Linked DNA regions of Mus musculus: regions 2, 3, 4, 5, 6 and 7 are each linked to region 1. A link is a contact called in public ChIA-PET, Hi-C and HiChIP or PLAC-seq data. All regions are on one chromosome and are shown on one strand. Each heading gives the region's core, a stretch centred on a gene start, on an enhancer-like site or on the middle of the called end of the contact. The rest is flanking DNA. Distances are from core to core; before and after follow the strand shown. Region 1 holds the start of Gnai3 (guanine nucleotide binding protein (G protein), alpha inhibiting 3). Region 2 has its middle 17 kb from the start of Alx3. Region 3 holds the start of Gpsm2 (G-protein signalling modulator 2 (AGS3-like, C. elegans)). Region 4 holds the start of Alx3 (aristaless-like homeobox 3). Region 5 holds the start of Stxbp3 (syntaxin binding protein 3). Region 6 holds the start of Prok1 (prokineticin 1). Region 7 holds the start of Prpf38b (PRP38 pre-mRNA processing factor 38 (yeast) domain containing B).

The links. Hi-C and Micro-C count contacts between places; a contact is called where the count stands out from the background. ChIA-PET counts read pairs in DNA pulled down with a chosen protein or histone mark. HiChIP or PLAC-seq counts read pairs in DNA pulled down with a chosen protein or histone mark.
Region 2: a Hi-C map of the G1E-ER4 cell line shows a contact between it and region 1, with 2.6 times the contacts expected there. The contact joins the enhancer-like site here to the promoter of Gnai3 in region 1. A contact is called at or near these places in 7 of 39 promoter capture datasets (the 3T3-L1 cell line, the HPC-7 cell line, embryonic stem cells and 2 more), 1 of 15 datasets of contacts at CTCF or cohesin (large pre-B cells), 2 of 484 Hi-C or Micro-C datasets (both in the G1E-ER4 cell line) and 1 of 115 datasets of contacts at active chromatin or transcription factors (embryonic stem cells).
Region 3: a contact with region 1 is called in an RNA polymerase II ChIA-PET map of memory CD8 T cells, with 5 read pairs. The contact joins the promoter of Gpsm2 here to the promoter of Gnai3 in region 1. A contact is called at or near these places in 1 of 39 promoter capture datasets (liver), 1 of 115 datasets of contacts at active chromatin or transcription factors (memory CD8 T cells) and 1 of 9 other capture datasets (adipose tissue).
Region 4: an H3K4me3 HiChIP or PLAC-seq map of embryonic stem cells shows a contact between it and region 1, with 10 read pairs. The contact joins the promoter of Alx3 here to the promoter of Gnai3 in region 1. A contact is called at or near these places in 15 of 39 promoter capture datasets (the 3T3-L1 cell line, the C10 cell line, the HPC-7 cell line and 7 more), 1 of 484 Hi-C or Micro-C datasets (embryonic stem cells), 8 of 115 datasets of contacts at active chromatin or transcription factors (embryonic forebrain, embryonic midbrain, embryonic stem cells and 3 more) and 2 of 9 other capture datasets (embryonic stem cells and macrophages).
Region 5: a contact with region 1 is called in an H3K27ac HiChIP or PLAC-seq map of thymic regulatory T cells, with 4 times the contacts expected there. The contact joins the promoter of Stxbp3 here to the promoter of Gnai3 in region 1. A contact is called at or near these places in 2 of 115 datasets of contacts at active chromatin or transcription factors (memory CD8 T cells and thymic regulatory T cells).
Region 6: a contact with region 1 is called in an H3K4me3 HiChIP or PLAC-seq map of pro-B cells, with 2.6 times the contacts expected there. The contact joins the promoter of Prok1 here to the promoter of Gnai3 in region 1.
Region 7: a contact with region 1 is called in an H3K27ac HiChIP or PLAC-seq map of thymic regulatory T cells, with 4 times the contacts expected there. The contact joins the promoter of Prpf38b here to the promoter of Gnai3 in region 1. A contact is called at or near these places in 1 of 39 promoter capture datasets (pre-B cells), 1 of 484 Hi-C or Micro-C datasets (CD4 T cells) and 1 of 115 datasets of contacts at active chromatin or transcription factors (thymic regulatory T cells).

Annotation. Positions count from the first base shown.
Region 1 is chr3:108,144,442-108,147,560 of GRCm38.p6, forward strand. It overlaps Gnai3 (guanine nucleotide binding protein (G protein), alpha inhibiting 3), which reads right to left and starts at 1,711. Exons shown (of 9, transcript NM_010306.3): 1 at 1,447-1,711. The coding sequence starts at 1,564.
Region 2 is chr3:107,576,148-107,579,422 of GRCm38.p6, forward strand. No RefSeq gene overlaps it. Among named protein-coding and RNA genes, the nearest start is that of Alx3, 17 kb to the right of the region's middle. Within about 2 kb of position 1,859, at least 12 of the 459 cell types and tissues checked have an H3K27ac peak or open chromatin away from gene starts, as enhancers often do. A contact at or near this core is called in the G1E-ER4 cell line, where this site is marked.
Region 3 is chr3:108,720,649-108,723,759 of GRCm38.p6, forward strand. Gpsm2 (G-protein signalling modulator 2 (AGS3-like, C. elegans)) reads right to left here and starts at 1,651. Exons shown (of 15, transcript NM_029522.2): 1 at 1,393-1,651.
Region 4 is chr3:107,593,777-107,596,799 of GRCm38.p6, forward strand. It overlaps Alx3 (aristaless-like homeobox 3), which reads left to right and starts at 1,255. Exons shown (of 4, transcript NM_007441.3): 1 at 1,255-1,676. The coding sequence starts at 1,400.
Region 5 is chr3:108,838,862-108,841,999 of GRCm38.p6, forward strand. It overlaps Stxbp3 (syntaxin binding protein 3), which reads right to left and starts at 1,641. Exons shown (of 19, transcript NM_011504.1): 1 at 1,559-1,641. The coding sequence starts at 1,607.
Region 6 is chr3:107,237,213-107,240,386 of GRCm38.p6, forward strand. It overlaps Prok1 (prokineticin 1), which reads right to left and starts at 1,440. Exons shown (of 3, transcript NM_001357885.1): 1 at 1,396-1,440; 2 at 1. The coding sequence starts at 1,419.
Region 7 is chr3:108,910,257-108,913,232 of GRCm38.p6, forward strand. It overlaps Prpf38b (PRP38 pre-mRNA processing factor 38 (yeast) domain containing B), which reads right to left and starts at 1,473. Exons shown (of 6, transcript NM_025845.3): 1 at 908-1,473. The coding sequence starts at 1,186.

The sequences.
Region 1 (3,119 bases), core at 461-2,960:
AGGGTATGGGGGACTTTTGGGATAGCATTGGAAATGTAAATGAGGAAAATACCTAATAAAAATATTTTTAAAAAGATACCTATTATACAGGCACTGGCAGTCCAGAGCTATGCTATGAATTCTTATCCTTTGGAAGCTCAAACTCCACTGCATAACGTTTTCTTTATATTCAAGCTGCCGCTCAGAGCTTCCAAAATATATAAGCAAGCAGCCAGCCCATCTTAAAGCACGAAGTCAGCCTAAGATTATGGCAGTGGTGTCCGTCCTCTGGAGCTCTACAAAGTGAAATTAGTGCTCTAAAGTGACCTTTCGGGACGGTATTTATCTAAAAAGCTCTGCTGCTTCCAGAACCTGTGACTTATTCGTAATGATTCTCATCTAACAGATTCCTCAAAGATATAAATAATGAATACAGCTGGATTTACTGGTAAGCTAATGCGAGAGAAGTTTATATGATTTACTGGGCCTATCAAAGTTTAAAACGAAATTATCCTGACTGAAACATGTCTGACTAGAGATAAAAAAGCCCACTTGAGTATAAGACAACACGGTGTTTGTAGTCTGAAAGCCAATACATACTTTTATTTTGAAAAACCCAATTAAAAAAAAAAATCAACCCCTCCCAAATAGATCACAATCTCTACAATAAATCTGCCCCAGTCCATATGTTATCCTCTACTATTCCCGACACACATGGTCCCACTGTCCTCTACCCCAAACCTCAAAAATGGCATTCTTTCAATTTCCTCAGCTCACACCATCCCTAGCCCTTTAATTTAAAAAAGGAATCACGGAAGCTCAAGAGAATTTAAAAAAAAAAAAGAGAGAGAGAGAGATTTTAAAAAAAAGTTGAAAAAAGTATTAGTGGCCTCTGCACCCAAGGTCTTTTCTTTTATACCTAAGAACCTGTCATTTATTTCAACCGCCTCCTGGGTGTTCCTGGACAACCCACCTCACTAACAGCACAAAAAGACTTGCGAGCAAGTTCTTTATGTGACCCTCTCTGTACTAGCTTCGCTATTTAATCATTCAATCCTTCCAGCTTTATCCTGACATCAAGTATCAAACTCACACAAACCCTAGACAGGCCCCACCAGACACCATACACTATCCTCCTCAACACGTTCCAGCCCAGTGTGAACCCTCCCTAATTTCGGTCCCTCCCTTTAAGAGCCGTGCCCGGATTCCCAGCACAGTCTCGGGGCTCCAAACTCCCCAACTCTACTAAGTACCATCCCAGCCGGGTTACACCCTCTCCAACCTGAAATCCCCACGCCTTCCGGGGCCTCAGTCGCCAAGCCCAGTACCCGCCCCATTGCTGGGCATCCCCTCCTTGTCCCTTTGGGGTCCTCTCTGCCGGCCTTGGCCAGACCCCGATCAGCTCCGGCTGCTCCCGGGGCCGGGCTCTCCGGCTCCAGCGCTCCAGCTCCGCCCCCAGCCCCTCACCGAGCAGCAGCAGCTTCACTTCTTTGGCCGCTTTCTCCCCGTCCTCCCGCAAGTTGCGGTCGATCATCTTGCTCCGCTCCACCGCCGCCTTGTCCTCGGCGCTCAACGTGCAGCCCATGGCGGCGGCGGGAGAGGGGACCGGGCCCGGGCTCACTCACACACACCGCGGGAATCGCCACACACCGGCGGAGACGGGTCTTCTGCTGGGCGGTGGCCTTCTCCGTCAGCTCCCCTAGCTCCCGGAAGAACCGGATGTGTGCTGTTTACGACACTTCCGGCGACGCCCAGCGGCCGTTACTACTTAGAGCGCTGTGCCAGTGGGAGGCGGAGGTGGTACGGAGAGCGGAAGTTCCCTGGTACCTGACTGTCCCCGTGGAGTGATGGCGAGCCTTCGCTCCGCACCTCCCAGCCTTAATACCCTTTTACTTCTCCGGCTCCTGGACTTGGATTCCAAGTGTAGAAAAAGCGGGACTTCCAGCACGTGGTGTGCTCTGGAGGTTTGGCGGTGAGGATCAGATTCTCAAATGAGAGCTCACAGTCCTCTGGGAATTGCTGTTGGGAAAAGCCTCCCTCTCCAGAAAACAAACAAACAAAAAAACCTTTTTTCCTTTTCATCTGTGATTTGGAGCCCAGGTCTCTGTCCAGAGCCGCGTGTTGGGCACTTCAGCCAAAGTTCCCTCCGTCTGATCCTTGAGCTGCCCAGCCTGGATGTTCACCCATTCCTCTGGCTACACCCATTATGCCAAGTATATATTAGTCCTTCTGCTACAACGTATGGATTTCTGTGAGCTGTACATATGCCTGGCACTCCTATGTTGGCAAAGGATCACTCGACCGCATCAAGTAATAGAGAGTGAAAAATAGGTAGTAAGTATTAGAATATGAAACTAGGTGTAATTCATTTATAATATTTCCACGCTTCCCTTTCTTCCAGGTAAACCTGAGGACTTAGTTCCATACCCAGAAATAAACGAGCTAATCTCTAATCTAACAAGAGTTCCTCTGTGATAGCCACAGAAAGGGGGAAGTTTGGTAAAAGTTGTCTTTCTACTATCTCCTGAATATTGGCTCTGTGAAGAATATCCTAAAGTCCCTACTAAATAGACCCACAATGACTCAACACCCGTTTTAAGAAGGGGCATTTTTTTACAGCCATTGAAACATTTCCCTGGAATTTAAAACATTTCTCTAGTAGGAGGTAACTTAAGCTACAAATTCCCAAGAGAAAGGTCTATAGTGAAAATTAATTAATTAGAACCATCTAATTAGATTAACCTCGTCCACGTCACCCATAATGCTTGTCAATTCCAAGTCTGGAAAGTCTCCCACTCATTTCCAAAAGAAACTGCTTTTCCTTTCTGATCACTTCTAGGGGGGAAAGGGTCAAGAGGAAAGGGGGAAACACAACATTATTGAGTACCTTTTTGCCAGGTAGGCACTTCCATGTCTCATCTCTTAATCCTCACAACAACCCTGTGAGGTAGGTAATATTAATCCCCATTGTCGCCAATGAGAAAATGGGCTCAGAGGAATTCAGTCGCTTTCCCACGTCCACACAGTAAGTACATCTGTCTAGTTTCAACTTCACGCCCTCTTTCTACCAGACCTCTCTAGAAGGTATAGCTGGGAGACCCCTGACAACAGAGCATCTAAGGTTTTTGGATGGCAGTCAC
Region 2 (3,275 bases), core at 609-3,108, 570 kb before region 1:
CTCAAGTTGAATAGCTTTGACCATAGCAGGAAATCTGTATCCAAAAATCATGCCTACAATTCATTCCTTGGTGCAACAGAACTATCAACTCTTAGCTTAACTACTATGAAGATAAAATCCTTTGGTGATGTGAGGGACATTGAAGTACAACCTTATTACAATAAACTCCAATGTCCAAAAACTATTCTTATTTTGTGTTTGTACCACAGTAAGAGCCAAGATTTTTAAGCTCTACTAAAAAAAAAAAAAAAAAAAGACTTTTTCTATTTATGTTCATTAAAAAAAAATAATGCTGATATATTATTTTAAAAAACATACAGTTAATATATTTAGAGTTATTTGAAATTTATATTGAGAAAAACGTATGTATTTTCAGTATTGCTGTAGACAAACATCTACATAAGACTGTTCAATTGATTGTTGTTTTATATCAAACAACTTTTATAATACCCATTTTTATTGTTACAATATTTTATAAATTTTAAAGAATATGATAAAAAACGAAAGGTATTGCAGGTTTTAAAGGGGGGCTCTCCAGGAAGAGTTGGGGTACAAAAGGGAAAGAAGAATGTGATTTAAGTCTATTTACACAAAATATGTTTTTAAATGTTAACAAATTCAGATAAATTGAAATTATGTATCATTCCTCATCATAATGCAATAAAACTGAAATCAAAGAAAAAAATAAAATAATAAGAAAGCAAACCTGAGGCTCAAAGTTCTGTAGAGGCAGCCTTAGCCACAGCACAGTGGCACTACTGCCTTGTCATCCTGTTTATTTTTGTAGCTGCTCTGTTTTACTACTCATATTCCATTTATAGTAAGGATGTGAAATTTCCTCCCAAAGATATTTTCATGTATTTGCATGTGTATGTGTGTGTACAGTAGGTTAAAGGAAGATGTTAGTAACACACGCACATTCTGGTGTAACCACATCCACAGAGGTTCTACTCAAGCGATTAACGTCTGGAAAACATGACCCTAAAGATACAGAAAGAAAATATAGCCCTGGAAACATCCTTGTGCACACAGGGGGCTCATCACCTGTCCTTGACCACAGGTGGACAATGCCCATTTTAGATGCCAATTAGCCCCTAGTGGGAGTTCACCAAAGGGGAAAATTCCTTGTTTATTTCTTATCACCTCAAGTCCACAAATTCAAAAGCTTACGGATTGATGCAAATTTGAGAGAGATCCGCTCTACATCAGTAGAGATTGCACTGGGCCCTAGGAGTAAAAGTGGCACCTGACCACTCTAGAGGACAATGTCTTCAGACATCACATGCCTCCACAACTGGAATGGGTTTTGGTGTGACATTGGCTCAGGCAGCGCTTGGCCAAAGTGAGACCCCAAGCAAACTCTGAGATCTACGCGGTCCACCCAGCACTGCCAATCAGTCAGATGAGCACACAAGTGTGGGAACGTCAGACCCTGATGAACAGAAATCCAAAGGACCATCGAAGAAGGTAATCAGATATGAGTCATGCTGACCCTCTTGGGACCTCATAGAAGCCCCCACATCCCTTCTTTGGAGACCTTTGGCCCAGTGATGTTATCCCAAAACTAGGAAGTGTGGGTTCTGGGCTCTCAGTACCTCCAGCTGCAGCCAGGCTAAGGAAGGCACAGCTGTATTGCCTGAGGCTGTGTCTCTTAAGAAGGAGAAACATCCGGCCAGTTCCACCCAGAATGTCAGTCAAAGACCTGGGGAGGGGTCAGCCAGCTTGCCATTCTGCCCAGTGAGCTCTGTATCTTAGGAGCAAGCACTAGGACCTTCTTAAGCCAAGATAAGGAGCTGCCTGTCTCCTGAGGGCTGTGGCCTCTGCTCCCCCACCACCACACCCCGCCAAAGCTGCTGGCCCACAATCTGGGGGAGGCATGGGGCCTCTCAGGGTGTGACCCAGGATGTGGGGACCTGCAGGCTCCTCAGAGAGATATGCAGAGGTGAAAGGGCAAACCTGTTTCTAGTCTTCTTATCAGGAATAGCTGAGTGAAAGGGAAGTGGACAGCCCTGGAGGTCAGGCTGTGGGATCATGACTGGGGGGTCATGGCTGGGGCAGGGCTCGGCCCAGAGGACCTTGGAGGAGACCCTGCTTGGCAGAGAAGGGTAACATGAGGGCCAGGGAGGGAAGGTCCTGGAGGGACAGCCTGAACTCAAGGAGAAAAACCTTGACAAACCATCTCAGTTTATTCAGACTCAGAGAGACTTCCCAGACCAGGACTCTCAGGTTCAAAAATGGGATGGTGGATCACCTGAGGCCCAGCCTAGGTAAGGGACTACAGGACTAACCTGCTTCCCCTCATTTGATTGCCTTTTTTACTTCTGTTCTGCTCTCCCATTGTGTGCGTTCCACAGTTTTAGTGCAATGCCTACTGTGTGCCAGGCCCACTGCCAGACACTTGGAGTCTCCAGGTAAAGGACAAACACAGCCTTGGCTGTTCCTGAACTTGGAGATGACACAACTCTTCAATGCCCAGGTGGGATCTTTACTCCTCCCCCTACCCCTGTGGGGCCTTCCTCCCTGTGAGGGCTATGTCTTACACAGTGTGCCAGCTCATTGTGGGTACCTAGCACAAGGACCTGTACAGGAAAGTGCTTGATACTTGTCTTGGCCATGGGCCCTAGGCAGGCAAGAGGAGGGTGGTACCTCATTAAACTGTCAGTATTCCCTACCTCTTACTCTCCTCCCCACACTCACAAGCACACAGGCACATTTATCCTTCAAGTGGCAATCTCCTCACCTTAGAAGAGTGGAGTTAATACATCCTCAAGCAGGCATCCACTCTCAAGCTGGGGAGCAGGGAGGGACACAGGCACCAGCTTTGGTCAAGGGAAAGGTAGCATTTGGGATAGGTGGGTTGTGGGGAGATAGGAAATGGTTTGGCTTCTCCTAACTGAGAGATCTGGACCTTGGGCTCCAGCATCCTGCTCTCTCAAGAGCCCAAGCTGCAGAGAGCCCAAGTGTACATGCCAGGTGTACATGAGGGCCTTTTGGAAAGACAGAGGCCGGCCTAGGATCCTGCTCCTGAGGAAGCCAGTGGGACTGTGAGAGGCTAGGTATCTATAGACTAGCAAAACTAATTAATGGTGGGATAAGGATAGGAAGAGGCTGGGGACTGCTTACAATATGCCTCTGCCCACCTAAGACGAGGAGATTTGCATCACCGAAGCCACCAGTGGACTGACCATAAGCTTCACACAAGAAGGAGCTCCAGTATCCCCTGTTGGTACAGTCCATGGGAAGTGCTGAGAAGAGGCTCTAAGCCAGTGATTCCT
Region 3 (3,111 bases), core at 401-2,900, 580 kb after region 1:
TTTCATACCAGGTGGAATTTGTGCACATATTACAGCCCAGTAGCTGTAATCCCAGCTACTGGGCTGAGACAGGAGGATTCCAAGTTCCAGGCCAGCCCTAAACATTTAGCAACAATAGGTCTCAAATAAATGAATGAATGAATTAATTAATTAATAAATGAATAATCTGGAATTACCTCAGTGATAGAACTCTTGCTTAGTGTTCACATGGTTTAGAGTTCAAACCCAAGTACAGAGGAGGTGAGGTGTGGGGAGCCACACTATATATAGTGCATTACCTTTGTAACTAGCCTACTATTAAATCTCAGGTTTACATCAAAACATACTTGTAATAGTGTATGTCTGACCTACTGAAAATTCAGCTAAACTATTTTTCCGTGGGACACGCTTCCACAATACTCCACAGTCTCTGAATTCATAACCAGTCCAATCCTCGAATTGTAAGTTAGAAATAGTTTGCAAGAGGGGCCTATGAATGCCTAGAACCGGCCGGGCATCCCTGAACTCCCCCACTGCCCTCAAGTCAAAGGACAGGAACCTTCGCTTTTGAACTTAGGCGGAACGAATCTCTGCTCTTAGCACGTCGAAACCCCAGGCAAAAGTGCTCTTTACCAGAAGCAATCACGATGGTTACTAACAAGCCGGAAAATCTTCAGTTTAGCCTTCCAAAGAGGCAGTCTGAAAATTCTGCTTCGCTGGTGACAAAAACTTACAACACAAACCACACAGCAGTCCAATCAACACAAAGCACCGAGAGGAGAGTCAAGAACTTACCTATTCTAAGTCTACCCGGCGTTTAAATAATGCATTAAGGCAAATAAACATTGCCATCATTACTCGTTTCAACAGAGTTCAAATGATACTTGTTAAAGCCACCTAATTGTTTACCATTAAAATACAAGGAAATTACGTTTTCCACTTTTCATCTGAAGATACTAAGTTTACAGCTTTCCGGCTAAGATCTCAAACATGTTACGCTTGCTATAAAGCTGGTTACAACGATCTATCAGTTTCGCTTGCCAGTAAGTCTGGGATCCGAAAAGTTCAGGAGTTTAAATGTGACTTGACAAAGGTGTCTGGTGTGGAGACCCGGGGCCGGCGACGTGCCTGGGATTCGAATCCACTGGGATTCGGCTTTGTATCCACCGTCTGTTACGCTCGGAAAACGCGTGAAGTCGCTGCATCCCAGCAAGTATTTTCAAGGTCTGCAGAAGCCCGATCCCCAGTCTCCCCTCACTTAGGGGACAACAGCCTAAATGGTGCGGGTGCGAAGCCCCCCACGGAGCTCCCGGGTCCCAGCGTCACCCGAGCCCGTCGAGCCTCGGTGGTCCAGAGACCCCCGCCCCACGCCCCCACACACCCCACTGGGTCACCCCCTCAGGCTCCGCTCACCTCCCTCCGGCCCGCGGCTCCTGAGAACAAGGAACCGCTGCAGGGATGAGCGCCTCTGGCCGTAGACTAGGAACCGCGGCGCTTCCCCAAGTCGGGTCCCGGCGGCGACGCCGAGCCAAGCAGGGGCACCGCGGGAGGCTGGCGAGCGCCCCGGGCGCCCGCCCCCGGCAGGTCACGTGGGCCAGAGCTTCGGCCTCCCCCTGGCCTCTCAGAGGGTCTCACCGCCAGCAAGGCTCCCTCAGCGCCTGTACTCCTCTGCGCCTGCGCCTAGCTCCAGGCTCGCCCATTCAAACTGACAACGCCCCGCGTTTTTTGGACCGGCCAATGGCACCGGTGGGGCGGGGCTAGGCGGGTGGAGGGCGGGGCTAGACGAGCCAGGGCTCCCTCCTTCTAAAGATCTGTGTGTGGGGTTTGCCTCTCGGACTGTAGCGCTTGATTCTCCTCTGCTGCGGATAGATCCTCCGCCAACTAGAAGCTTATTGTCCTCGAATTTCTCCTTCAGATGGCGAAAAGTGGGACAATAAACATCAGAGTTCAAGCTGGGTCTAGTTCAGACTTTGAACCCAGGAGCCCCAGTCCACTGCCTCTTTCCCTGCAGGCTCAGTCCCGCCCTGGGAAAGTCTTCCAAGAGGCAGATGTGAGAAAGAAAGAGGCCTGTGTGAAAGGAACAGAGGGTCCCGTGTGAAAGTCTGAACAAGGAGCCTCAGTTCTTGAGGCAGTGTCACACACAGTTCTGGCGTTTCCAGATGTTGGGAAAGCAAACTTCTTCTGACTGCAGGATCGCTGGTTCCCAGGAAAAGCAGAGATGGCGAATTTAATCCGCTCCGGCGGCTTGCATTCCCATTCTATTCATGCCTTCATATCAAGTTCACCAAAAAATAGATCTTAGCTTGTTCATCAAATGTTTAAACTAGAGTCTCTGCTGTGAAGCTGATGACGTTGGTTACATTACATTATCTATAGCCACTGCCTATTTCTCCACTGGGATGAAATTTTAATGTTTTACAGGATTGGGCACCTGTTAAAGAAATTCTAGTTTCAGCATCTCTGTGGTGATGGCCGTGACCACTATATGTGTGTCATGGAAAACTGTATAGAGATAGTGTTAGCACCAGCCAGACCTGGGTTTGAATTTCAGCTCGGGCCTCTTCCTACTGACTGATTTTGAACCAGTTAGGCGTCTGTCCTCTGTAGCCTTAGCTTCCTCAGCTGTAAAACACAGATAATGAGACCTCCTCTAATAAGGTCTGTCATGATGCTTCAGGAGGTAAAGTTTATGAAATGGTTAACACAGCTGCTGACACATCGAAGCTGTTCAATAAGTGGTTCTCTTATTATTATCAGCGAGCACCCTTAATACCAAGTTCTTATAAAAAGCTGAATTAGCTGGTTGTACTATTTCAGAGGTAGATATTATAATTCTTCCATACTCATAAATTCTTTGTGGGAATTGGTACAGTAAACCACAATAAAAAGTATTTTAAATTCTGCATAGCCAAAGCGAATCGTTTCTTTCCTGTGCCCCCTTCTCTCATAGATTGGACTTTTTATCTCAGCTATCAGCAATGTCTATCTTCCTAATCAGTTGAACTGTTTTGTAAATCTTCTTTCCAAACGCATGCATCCATGAGATTGTGCCATTCTTCTACTTGAAGACATTTAATGGTCAAAAAACAAAACAAAACAAAAACAAACAAACAAACAAACAAAAAATAACAA
Region 4 (3,023 bases), core at 5-2,504, 550 kb before region 1:
CCAATGTGGTGTTTAAGCCAATAAGGCTTCAGAAAAGTTACGGTATGTTTAATAATGGCTTAATGACTCCTTGTGAGATGCAAGGCTTCTGGTTCCTGTTTGGCCTTGATTTACAGCCCAACTCTGGCTGAGGACAGCCAAGAAACCTCCTCTAAGCCTCCAACGGAAGAGGGAGGTGTTCACACCAGGCCTCTTAGATTCCTTTTAAAAATGAGAATTCAAATAGAATACAAATGATGTTTGACTCCCTGCCCCTCTCGCTAATCTCCAGGGGTCCTAAAAATATAAATGTTTTAACCCGGACCTAAGGGATCTTTAAGCTCGGGTCCAAAGGACCTCTGGTATTTCTTCCCAGATCTTAGGCACAGTAAGGATTATTCAGTTTCAGAAAGGCTAAGCTATACCCTAATCCTAGGCTTCCTTTGGGTCGAGGAGACTCACCTTTGGGAGATGCAATCCTACCCTCGCTATGTCTAAAATAGCAAGCCTGAAGCAGTTAATTTGCAGTGGATCTGAGTGACATTCAGTTTATGCTGCTCAGAAGGACAATGACCCTTCTGCTCTTCCATAGCTGACCCAAAAAGCTACCTGGGCAGACCACTGTGAAACCTAGAGATCTCTCTGTCTGTTTTGGCCTGCCTGGGCTTTGGAACTCACCACCAAATGTAGATGGACCACAGTCAGCTGAAAACGCTAAGTGAGAGGTTCAAATCACAGATAATCAATGACAGTATTGAGGCCCAAGCTCCCAAGCCCCCTGCTGTTTCCACAGCATCCAGTCTCTAGGATGTCCAGGCAAAACAAGTGTCTAAGGGAGATGCCCTTGCTTTTTTCCAGCTACCAGCAAAAATAAACCGAGCAAGGTGAAGGGGAAACTCTACCACAGTAGAGGCCTCTCTTCTCAGACTGATGTCAGATCAGGCCTCAAAGAGAATGTTGGAGGAGGGATGGGGGAGGGTGCGGGGGTGGGGAGGATGTCTGCCCTCACCGTTTCACCTCCCCAGGGCCAAGAGCCACTAAGATGGATATCAGGACTTGAGGGTGCAGCTCAGAGCCAAGGACTCACCCGACTGCTAGACAAAAGGGATCCTGCCCTCGAAAGGAAGCAGCTTCCCTCTCTTCTCTTCCAACTGCTTGTGATACCAGACTCGGGGTGAATGGGGTGGGGTGGGGGTGTTCCTGGGCTCCGAGGGGTTAACCCGCACGGGGCCGCACGTGACGTGGATGGTTCCAGCATTAAGTCAGAGGCGCGGCCCCCTCTCCTGCCCCCCACCCCCCGCGGCGCGCGCCGCTCCCGGGGGCTCCGCGCCCCCGAGCCCAGGTCCCTCCCCCTTGGCTCACAGGCCGCGCGGGTTAGCGGGAGCCCCGGAGCTCCGGCGGCCTGTGAGCCCGAGCCGGCATGGACCCCGAGCGCTGCGCGCCTTTCTCCGTGGGGCCGGCGGCCGGTCCTTACGCGGCCGCGGGGGACGAGGCTCCGGGTCCCCAGGGGACTCCCGATGCTGCGCCTCACCTGCACCCCGCGCCACCCCGCGGTCCGCGCCTGAGCCGCTTCCCGGCCTGTGGGCCCCTGGAACCCTACCTCCCAGAGCCCGCCAAGCCGCCCGCCAAGTACCTGCAGGACCTCGGGCCAGGCCCGGTGCTCAACGGCGGCCACTTCTACGAGGGCTCCGCGGAAGGTAACACGCCGGGGGTCGGGGGTGGTGGTGGAACCCCATGTCGTTCTTATCCCCAGCCCTTCCTGGTCTCCCCGACTCTCCCGCTTTCTTGCTTCTTAACTTTGGGTACGTCTCGCATTTTCCACGATTCCCTCGCTAGATCGCTGCTGGCCTGGCCGGACAAGGCCAGGGCATTGGGGACCGCAGAATCGCCTGTGTCCCCGGCCGGCAGAGGCAATGGGAGGCGGGAGGTCAAAGGAGGGTGGAGTAGGGACGATCTTGGGCCCATTCCGACCCCCAAGGTGATTGAACCTGGGAGGAGAGATCGCGCTCATCCGGAGCCGAGCCTCTCTGCCACCGACCCAGAAGAGGGGACTGGGTGGAGGGCCCCGGAGCCTAACTGGGCCCCAAAGCTGGGAGAGAAGAGTTCTGCTTTTGTGCATGGCGCCCGCTGAGGGCGTAGAGGCTGGGCCTCGACTTAGTGGCCAAACTGGACTCAGCGAGGGAAAGGCTGTGTCCTGGACTTACCCAGCTCTCATCCTCGGGCCCAGCCTCTGCAGGAAAAGGTTTTCTGATGCCGTTAAGTCGCTCCGCAGAGTGGCGGTGGCTGCTCCCCCTCAGAACTGGGACTGTCTTCAAGATCAAATAACTATGTTCTTGTTTCTCAGATTAACTTGGCCTCCCCGTCGCCACGGGGATGGCTACCCTTCTTGCAGTTGGCATCTCGGCACCGAATCATCACCGCTGAGCCGTCGGAAGCGGTCCCGAACTATCCTAAATCCCAGGGCGCATCCCACTCCGGGGACCGTGCCCTGTGTGCTAAGGCGGGTCGGACCGTACCATTATCTGAGAATGCGCCTGAGTGGCAGGGCCTGCCAAGACTCTTTTGCCGCCCACTGTACTCGCTGACCCACGAGTGGCTCAGCACCCACGCCCACCCCTCGTATGCAGCCACATTTCGTAGCCTAGACCCAAAACTAGATCCCGGGAGATCCGCCAATGCGGCAATCGCCTGCTCCTCGCGGGCCTCCTCAGAGAGGCTGGGCAGCGAGCAGCTCCTGGCTTCGTCCCGTCCGGGTGGCGGGAGTGTGCAGGGGAGGCCCGGGAGGTGTGTTGGGGTCATCGGAGGAAATGAGCAAGTCCGCGGAGCTTCGTGTCTAATGCCGTTTGAAAAAGGCTCTCCTGATAAAAACCACAGTTGGGACTTAATGAGAAGCAGTTGGCCTGGCTCCTCTGATCCCTGCCAGACGGCGGCAGCCACGCAGCGCCCAGAGCACCGCCAGGGACAGGTACCCGTCTGGGTTGGGATCGCGCCCCGCAACACCCCACCACAGTCCAGTGTCCCCGCCGATGCGCAGCCTCTTGCAC
Region 5 (3,138 bases), core at 391-2,890, 690 kb after region 1:
TTACGCCATGCGTCAGTCTGTGGAAAGGTGACCTATTCTTATTTTTTCAGCTAAGCCATTTCTTCAGCCCCTTAATGTGTATATGTTTTGGGCTATTCTTGTCTTTTGGTTGTGTGTTTCGAGTTACAGGCGGTCCTAAGACTATTTTACAGCCTTACATCTTTTTCCTTTCATCCAGCCTGCCTATCTATATTCTACTCTCCATGTGGTGAGCCTGGTGTTACCCTAAGTTAACAAGAACAGGGAAAGCCTGTTATCTTCATGCTATTGATACTGGCGTTACTAGCATAACGGTATCTTTTTCTCATAAGCCCTGATATAAGGTGCCATTATAACTCAGAAGTAATTTCTTCAGCACAATTTGTCACCCACTTTCGTATGAGAGTCAATATAGACAATCTGCCTAAGTCAGTGCTTTCCTTACATCACGTGGGTCCCTGGGGATGCAATTCGTGTCCTTGGGCTTGACAGCAAGCACCTTTACCCACTCAGCCACCTTGCAGGCCCCCAGAAAGGATAAATTTGAAAATAATAAATATGAAAGGATAATTTTGTATTTCACAAAGTCTACTTATCTATTTAGTACCTTCTATATGGTAAACACCATGCCTGTACTGTTTTGGATTTTAATTTTATACAAGGAATTCTTGAAGGCAGAATTCTGTTGGCTAATTCCTATTCTGTTCCTTGTTCCCCAAGTCGGAGTAAGAAACACTAATAAGACGTTATTCCTTTTCTACTACTAGACTATAATTACTTAGAACCCAGAGATGCCAAACAAGGAAGGTCCTTCCGGTTTGCTGCTTTCATTGCTCTTCTAACCTGGCAGACCTAGGTTTGGTGTCATTTTAATAAAAGTCATTAAAGTTGGTCGAACCAACAAGAAGACCAATTGTAACACAAGGAGCAGACTATGCAGGGACCGGATACTAGATAAAACTTTAACAGTCCGCTGTTGCTTTCTCAAGAACTCTTTTTTTTTTTTTTTAAAGCAAGTCATATTCTCTTGGAACAGTGGCAGAAGGCGCTCTTGAAAAGCTACGCCTGCACTTTTTAAAGGACAAGACACTGAAAAGGATGGTAGTAAAAACCCTCGGTGCTAACATGAATATGGGACACCAAGCGGCTTCTGAAAACACGGGGACGAGGGCGGGACAGAGTAGTAACACAGAGCTCAGACTGTGTCGGATGGAGAGACGTCCGTGCCTGGTGTGGCGAGGGGGGTGCAATGGGAAGAGCTGTCCCGGGACAGCACAGGGACTTGGGAGGGAAAGTCGGCCCGAGTCAGGTCGCCCAAGGGTGGGGCTTTGCGGAAGAACCTCACCGGGGTGAGAGTTGGCCAAAGCCGCGGAGAAGGCCGCGTCTGGCCACCCCGCCCATCCCTGGTGCTGGCACGAAACCCGACTCTGGGCAAGCCGGAAGGAGTCAAGCCAGGGACTTGGTCCCAAAGCAACAAGTGCCCATGCAGCTCCCAGAGAGGCTGCAGAGCTGCAGCGGGAAAGAAGACCCCCGTACAGCCGACCCTTCCCGGCCTCATCCCTGACCCCTCCGCACTCACTCCGCCACACGACGCTCTTCAGTCCCCGCTCCGATACCGGCGGCGCCATCTTCCCCCAGCCGTGGAGCTACAGCCACCGCCTCCCACTCGCAACCTACTTTGGCCCTGAAAGCTGCGCTCGGGGGCGGGCCCTTCCCCTCGCGGTGGGGAGGCTCCGCCCCCTCCGCGGGCCGCGCCCTCAGGTGACGTCACGCGCATCAACTAGGGCGTGTCCCGCCTGTGCCTGGACTGCGGCTGCGTAGTGTGGTCAGACTTCTGTGCACTGTCTGGCGCCCCCTAGCGGAAGCCTACTATAACCCATATCTCAGTGTCCAATTTGGCATCAGAAAGCAAATATGTGAACTAACACAATTTATACAATTATGAATTTATACATACCGGGTCTTTTTTATTTTACATTTATCTGTGTGTATGTATGCATGTGTGCATACCAAGGCTCGCAGGTGAAGGTCAGAAGACCTCATCTTCCACAGTGTGGGTCTTGGGATGGAACCTAAGTTGTCAAGACACATCCTGCCATCCCCAATACGGAGACTTTATGCTTTACAAAATAATGTTTCATTCAGCAAAGCAATTCAAACTATACTGTTCAGAAGCCTGTTCAACCGCCATATGGGAAGTCTATCCCTCTCAACTTCATTTTAATAATTTTTGAAGATCATTGATTATTTAAGCTGTAAGGTAACCACCAGTGTTCCCAGAACTGTGATAGAGTTTCAGAAAAGTCTAAGAAATGAGAGACCCTCTTATTCCTATGAAGAATTTTACATTTTAAGTTATAGAGCACGATTCCTAGAATTGTTAATTCCACAAGGCAGGAGTAAGACCACTACCATAATTTTAGAGCTAAAATTGAAGCAAGCTTTATTATATCCAGGAGCACCAGAGACCTGGCCAATTAGGGGTTAGAGAGAGAAGTGCTGAGAGTCCCTTTTAAGGAGCAAAATAACAAGTAGTTGCAAAACAGTGTTACAGAAGCAAGACAACAGGGCAGTTGGGAAGTATAGGAAAATTTCAAAAGGACAAAAACCAAGTACTTAGTGATAAGGGAGGGTCAAAGTGTTCTCAAAAACAAGTCATGGTCACAGGGTGGTGCAGGGCAGGTTCCAAGAAACAGAAACTTAAAAACAGAAACTCAACTCTTACAATAAACGAAACTTTGTGTTTAACAATACAACAAAATGTCTCCTACCTTAAAAATGGAGTCAGGCAGGTTTCTCATTCTCCCCTTGACCTTTGTGTCCTTCTCAAATCCTTGATAGGGGACTGTCTTTAATAATGTTGTCAAGTGGCAATGATTCTAGCCTTGTTTGGTGGATGCAGGGCCCAATTATGGTAGCCAGTAGAAACATTAGCAGGCCAAAGAAGGGGAGAGCCATCTTAGCCATGTTGTCGGTCAACATTTGTTTGAAAGATTTTGTTTATTTATTTCTCCATCAATACTTGTCAATAGTATGAGAAGAATCAGAGATACTAAAACAGCACATTTCGGTAAATTGCTGACAACCAAGATTACATTTAAGTAACAGGTAAGAGGGATCTTTTCTGACACAGAGTTTCCTTGTTGACTATCTATCTGG
Region 6 (3,174 bases), core at 190-2,689, 910 kb before region 1:
CCTAAGGGAGAGAGAAAAGGGCCAACCGGTTAGTGTCGCCCAAAGGAATGATCCGGATTAGGATTTGGAGGTGGTGACTAAGCATCTCGGATCAACAGGACACCTTGGCCTGGGTCTAACATCACTGCTCGTCTCTTGAGAGGGACACTCGGGGCCCAGCACAGTACCAGACTTCAGTCTGGGGAACTCTTCCTGCTCAGTGGTGAGGCAGTCAGTCCCTGTTCCCCGGGAAACCCTGTGTTAGAAGGCATAGCTTTTCTAATCCCAGTCAACACTGGTTGAATATGATGGATTAGAACTCTGTGGTGAAGGAACTGGAGGGTCCTTCGTGGTCCAAGGCTCTGGATGTTGGCTGCTGAGCTTTTGGTGTCCTTTGTTCTTCAGCATCTATTCTAAGCTACCTTTCTGTGTGTCTCCCATCCGGTAACCCACAGAGGCCTGATGGACAGTTATCCCCCCCATCCCCCATCCCCCACCCCCACCACTTCTCTGCTGGCCTCCCTGGACCCCCGACGTGGATGCACCCTTCTAGGTTGGGCTGCTTGGACCTGCTGGATAACCAGGTAACAAAAGAAACTTTCAAACAACCTAACTTTACACCAAAACCAGGGTCAAGAGAGCAAGTAGGGCCTCATGGAGAGCCAGTCGACCTGGCCACTACCCAGAGGCCATGTGGCTTCAGAACTGAAGTCTGGGGCTGAGTTTTCTTTCGTTATTCTCCAGTATCAGGCCACAGAACACCTTCAGGCTACCAGCATGGGACATGACAAGACGTGGAAGCTCCAACCTTTCTATTAGGAAGGATGAGGAAGGAAACATATACCAAATCTTTTTCATCACCCAGAGAAGGTCCAGGTGGCAGTCACCAGCAGCTAATCTTAGCCCAGCAGGGGTGCTTCTCACACCCAAGCCAGCCCCCTGGGAATGGCAGGTGAAGGGTGGTGGGGACTAGTTGGACTCCTCTCTCCTGATGATGGTAGGCGTGGCATTCTGGGAGGTCCGGCCCTTCAGCTGGGCTGTCACTAAGGAGCAATGGAAGGTGGAGAGGTCAGGAGGTCAGGAGCTGACTTCTTTCTGAGAGTCAGAGGAGGAATGTCAGGAGGATATGGGAAATGGAGGGCAGCTGGGCCTGCCTGGCTCTCCTCCCCTCAAGACCCTCCTCTGACTGTTCATCTTGCCATTCACTTACTCCCCAAGACTGACCTGACCTTCTTCTCTCACTGGGCTCTTATTAACAGATGCCCCCACTTCCCTTGGGCCTCTCTACCTGTTGCCAGTCTGGAATAGATGTTGGCGCTGGCTTGGTGGCACTGTGACTGTGCAGCTCATTGGGTCCTCCATGTACCCCCATCCCTCACTGTGTCGGGCAACCCCAACTTTTCTCCCGGGTCTGACCTTGGTCTTCACGACGGCTTTCATCAGTCATGCCTGCTCGATGCAAGCCTGCCTTCAGAGCATTTGCTTGCCCTGTGTGTTAGTTTGAACGGAGTCTCTTTCCTTTGAAAGGGAGGTTGCCTTTTCTGTGAAAATTAAAATTTATCCAGTTCCAGGAACTGGCTGGCATTACTCCATATTTACCTTCCAGGTAGAAGGTTGGAGGAAGTTGAAATAAAACTTAATTCTCTCCTTTTCTTCCTGACTTTTGCCTGGGGAGCTCTTAAGAGAAGCACTGTTTTTTGGCTTGTGATTAGGTCCAGTTTATGACCCTGCGTGTACCTACATGACAGGAGGGCAGGTACAGCAGGAGATGAGAAGACTCCATGCCCTGAGTGACAGACTCAGTGCCCCTGGCCTGAGCCTCTGCTTCAAGGTTAACATGTTTGGGGTGCATCTGCCAATGTTGGCACCACACATCTCCCCCTGGGAAGCCACTAAAGAGTGAAAGGGGGTGTTTGAACATTCTCTCTAATAGCTAAAGTGAGACTAAGGAGGGACCCTGTGTGCTTGCCGCCCTGAACTCACAGCATGCTCTGTGAGTTAACACGGACAAGTGAACCAGGCAAAGATGAAAACCAAGGTGTACACAAGACAAATGGGGCTGGGGATGGGACACTAATCTGCCCTGTAAACAAATGTCCTATGGCACACACCAAGGAATCTCCATTTTACTAAAGACTCGATGTCAAAATCCCAGCGCCCTCCTAATGTATTTAAAATGGTATTCTATTTACCCACAACTCTGTCTGCCAGACTAACCCATCTGAAGTCACACACAACCCCACTCCCAGACAGTGATTACCTTCAAAATCCCTTTGGTTTAGGTGATTTGGAGCAGCAGAGCCTTTGTGGTTCTTAGTACACTCCCTGTTGTAGAACACCGATCTTGGCCCCTATACCAGGTCTATGGAGAATGCTAGAAACTTACCCCTGTGATGACCGCACAGTCGGACGCCGTTGCTAGAAGGAGCATGATGAAGATATGCACAGCGCCTCTCATGATCACTTGAGGTGACGACAAACACAGTCTACTTTGGTACCCCTCACTTCCTTCTGCGCTGCCTTGTGCTAGACAAGCCGAGAAGGCCAAGCTGTCCTACCCGACCTCCTTCGGATTTATATAGCCAGATCCAGGGCTGCCTCTAAATGCCTCATCTCTCTCTTCCCTCCCATCACCATTATTCAGATGAGCTCAGAGGCGAAGATGAGACCTGAATCTCCAACAGCATCCCATCACCGTCAGAGCGGATACAAATGGATACACTGGGGACTTTGACAGTTGTTCTAAGTCTTCCAAGAGTACCACACTTCAAACAGTTGCCTGCAATTCACTTGATATCCATTTCCATCTCTGCATCATTCTTTCCTGCTTGGGCCAGGAGGATAACTTTAGTGATGAATTAAGAGATTTGGAACATTGATTTTTTTTTCTCCTCGCCCACACTGAACCATGCAGCGTACAGGAGTGTTTATATTCTCATACTCAAGCTATTAAGCATTATGTGAGTGTTTACCCTGGATTCAACACAGAGGTGGTTGAGAAGACAGAGGGTGAGGTGGTATCTGTTGCTGAACTTTAAAGGTTAAAATTCCCAATATGGAGACAGACACTGCATCTGTGGTGTTGATGCTTCTCACAGATACACAGGTGAGGCTGCTCTCTAATAAGCTCTGGACAAGCGCCTGTGAGCCGGTTAGTCTTTGATGTCTAATTGATTGGATTCAGAATTCCTATGG
Region 7 (2,976 bases), core at 223-2,722, 770 kb after region 1:
AAACCGGTAAAAATAAACCTAATTAGCCATTCATTTAACCAGGGAAATGCATTTATTGGCGATTGAGCATGATTAATAGTGCATACCTCTACCTGCGACCCTGGGCTGCTCCGAGCCTCGCTGCAAGACTGAGTCAATCCTGCTAACGAAACAAGAACTGAGACAAGAGTGCAGTGAGGAGGCGCCAGGTGAGCTCCCCAGCACAGCCAAGCCAGCACCGACCCTGCCGCAGAAAGAAGCCCAGGGCCCAGAGCATTCTAATTATGCCCAACGCACAGGTGGCTGACACCTTCGACTCCTGACTTCCTGCTGGGAAAAATTTCCAGGCCTTCTGTACACCTCTTTTGCCCTGGCACTCCACGCCACCCTCAACCCTCCCGGCCCACCCGACACACTCACTGGCCAATTTCTGTCGGGATTGGAGAGCTTAACGAAGAGCACGAGGCCGACATTGAAGTAATTACTTCAGTAATTCCGCTGGCCCGGGGGGCAGCGGCAGAAGCACCGAGTTAGTGCTTAGTCGACACAGGTAAAAAGGAGTCATTTTTTTAAAAAATGGTGAACTTGGACAGGCTTCTGGTATTACTTTTCTCCTCTCCCCTAGAGTTCTTGCCCAACAGCTCCCTAGGGATAGGCAGGAGGTTGGGGTAGGTTAAAGATCGATTGTGGCGGGCTCGCCCGGCTATTAAAACAAAACAAAAAAAACAAAACCTGAAAAGGAAAAAAAGAGGGCGGCCCTAGCCCGACCCGTCCCAAACCAGCCCCAAGCTTCACTTCTCCCTCCGCCAACTTTCCCCCTCCCCCAAATCCGCGGGTCTCAGGAGGGAGGGAAAGGGGGTGCATCCACGGTATCCGACACCCCGCTCTGGCGAACTTACCCCCGACACGCGGCCTAGAGGATGCGTACCTTAAAGTAGATCTCGTCCACCACCTCGTGGTAGGTCTTGAGCTCGTAGAGCTGCACTTTGAAGTAAGGCGACGACAGGATGTTGGTGAGGATCATGGGGTTGAGGTTCATGGTCTTCTCGTTGCCCCACAGCGGCAGCACATTGCCCTGCTTGCCCGACACCGCCGGCTTGGTGGCGCCGCCGCCGCCGCCACATTGCTGCTGCTGCTGGGTCACGGCCGCGGCCGCCTGGTGCTGCGGTTGCGAGTTGCCGGTCAGCGCGGGGCTGTTGTTGGCCATGGTGCCGCGGCAGGAAGGAAGGAGGGCGGGCGGGAGGAGGGAGGCCAAGCTCGATCGCGCTCTTCGGGACAACGGTCCCGGACCTACTCCATGGAAGGCCGTCGGGGCAAGGAGCCCGCCGCGTTGTGCCCCAGCCGAGCGGGAAACTGCAACTGGGACGCCGACACACGGGAGCCCGGGCCCGAGACGGACGCCAAAAACGAGGCGGGGAGAACTCCGGACGCAAAGCAGAACGGGCAGCAGAGGAGCTCGATCTCTTCCGCCAACTGCCCCTGGGAACAAGATGGCGGGGCCAGCGGAAGTGACGCCATACGCCCGGGCGTTCGAGCTAAGGCCGTGGCCAATCAGAGCCGCCCGTGTGTGCAGGCTATTCCTCTTCCTGGTTGCGCGAGGTCGTTGCGTGTTGGCTCGGCTCCGGTGGTCTGTGTGCCGGGCTGGTGGCTTCCTCCTGGGACTTTGGCCCAGGGGGAAGGGGGTCTGGACACAGTTGCTATGTTTTAGAGTTTGCATCCGTTGCTTGATTTTTCTCGAGGCAGGAAGAGGGTCTCGTGACACTTGTGTTCTGGACGGATGCGTGACTGCTCCTGCGGAGCGGTCGAAGTCTCATGAGTTAATTTTGTTAGATTCTCCAGAAAGGACTAGAGTCAGGGAATTGACTCCGATAGAGTCCTTGAGGCTTTCGCAGAGGTAATAGTGTCCTACCGGAAGTCGTAGACGGCCCCAAATTTTTTTTCTCCTAAGATTAGGATAATATTTTAACTGGGTTGTGAGCTTTAAAGAAAGTACTCTCAACTGGGTGTGGTGGCGCCCGCTTTATTTCCAGTGCTGGGGAGGAAGGGGCAGACGGGTCTGTGATTCTGAAGCCAAGTTCCATAGACATCCAATCTCAAAATAACAAAAAACATAAAATCTGCTACCCTACGTGGAGTGCTTCCATTGACTCACCTTTTTTTTTTTTTTTTTTTTTTTTTTAATTTTCAATTAGGGTCTCACACTATAGCTGAGGCTAGCATGTAGCTCAGGCTGGCCTCAAACACAAGACAATCTTTACGCCACAGCCTTCGAGATACTGGGATTTTGGGTCCTGAGCTACCACATGTAGTGAGATGCTAGTTCTATGGTACCGCTGCACTGGGCTAGGCCTTAGAAAAGGGAGTGAGGAATGGAGATGGAGAAAAGGTGGGAAAGTAATCAGGGTATCTGTTCTCAAAGGTACTAATAATTTAAGATTAATAGTGTTTGAGAGTTAAGAGGCTGCTGGAGCCTTTGACCATCATCTACTATTTACCATCTAATAAGCCTGATTTGAGCAAAGAATGGCTTAAGCATAGAAAGCAAAATCAGGCTTAGAGATGGAAAATAGCACAGTTGGCAAGAAGCTGGGAGCTGTGCTTCGTGGGGAGTAGTGGCAATAAAATGTCTGTAATGTGTGGATGAAACATTAGGAACTTAATGCTTACCAAAGGCTACCCCACATCCTTATAGTGTGTGTGTATTTAAATCAGGCTAGGTTGGTTTTGATGGCTACGTCTGAAAGGAAATTTACATTCCAGAGACTGAGGCAGAACAATCAAGAGGCCAAGACTAGACTGGTATAATAATCTGACTTAAAAAAAAATCAGGCTATTGGTGTAGTTTAATGGTAGACGAGGTGCCTAGCTAGCATGGGCAACGTTGGTTTAATCCCAACAGAAACGTGTTTTCCTGTGCTCATTCATGGATATGAGCATTAGGGGCTGAGGATGTTCCTCAAAGGTAGAGACTTCATTAGCAAGCAAGAGTTTCAGCCC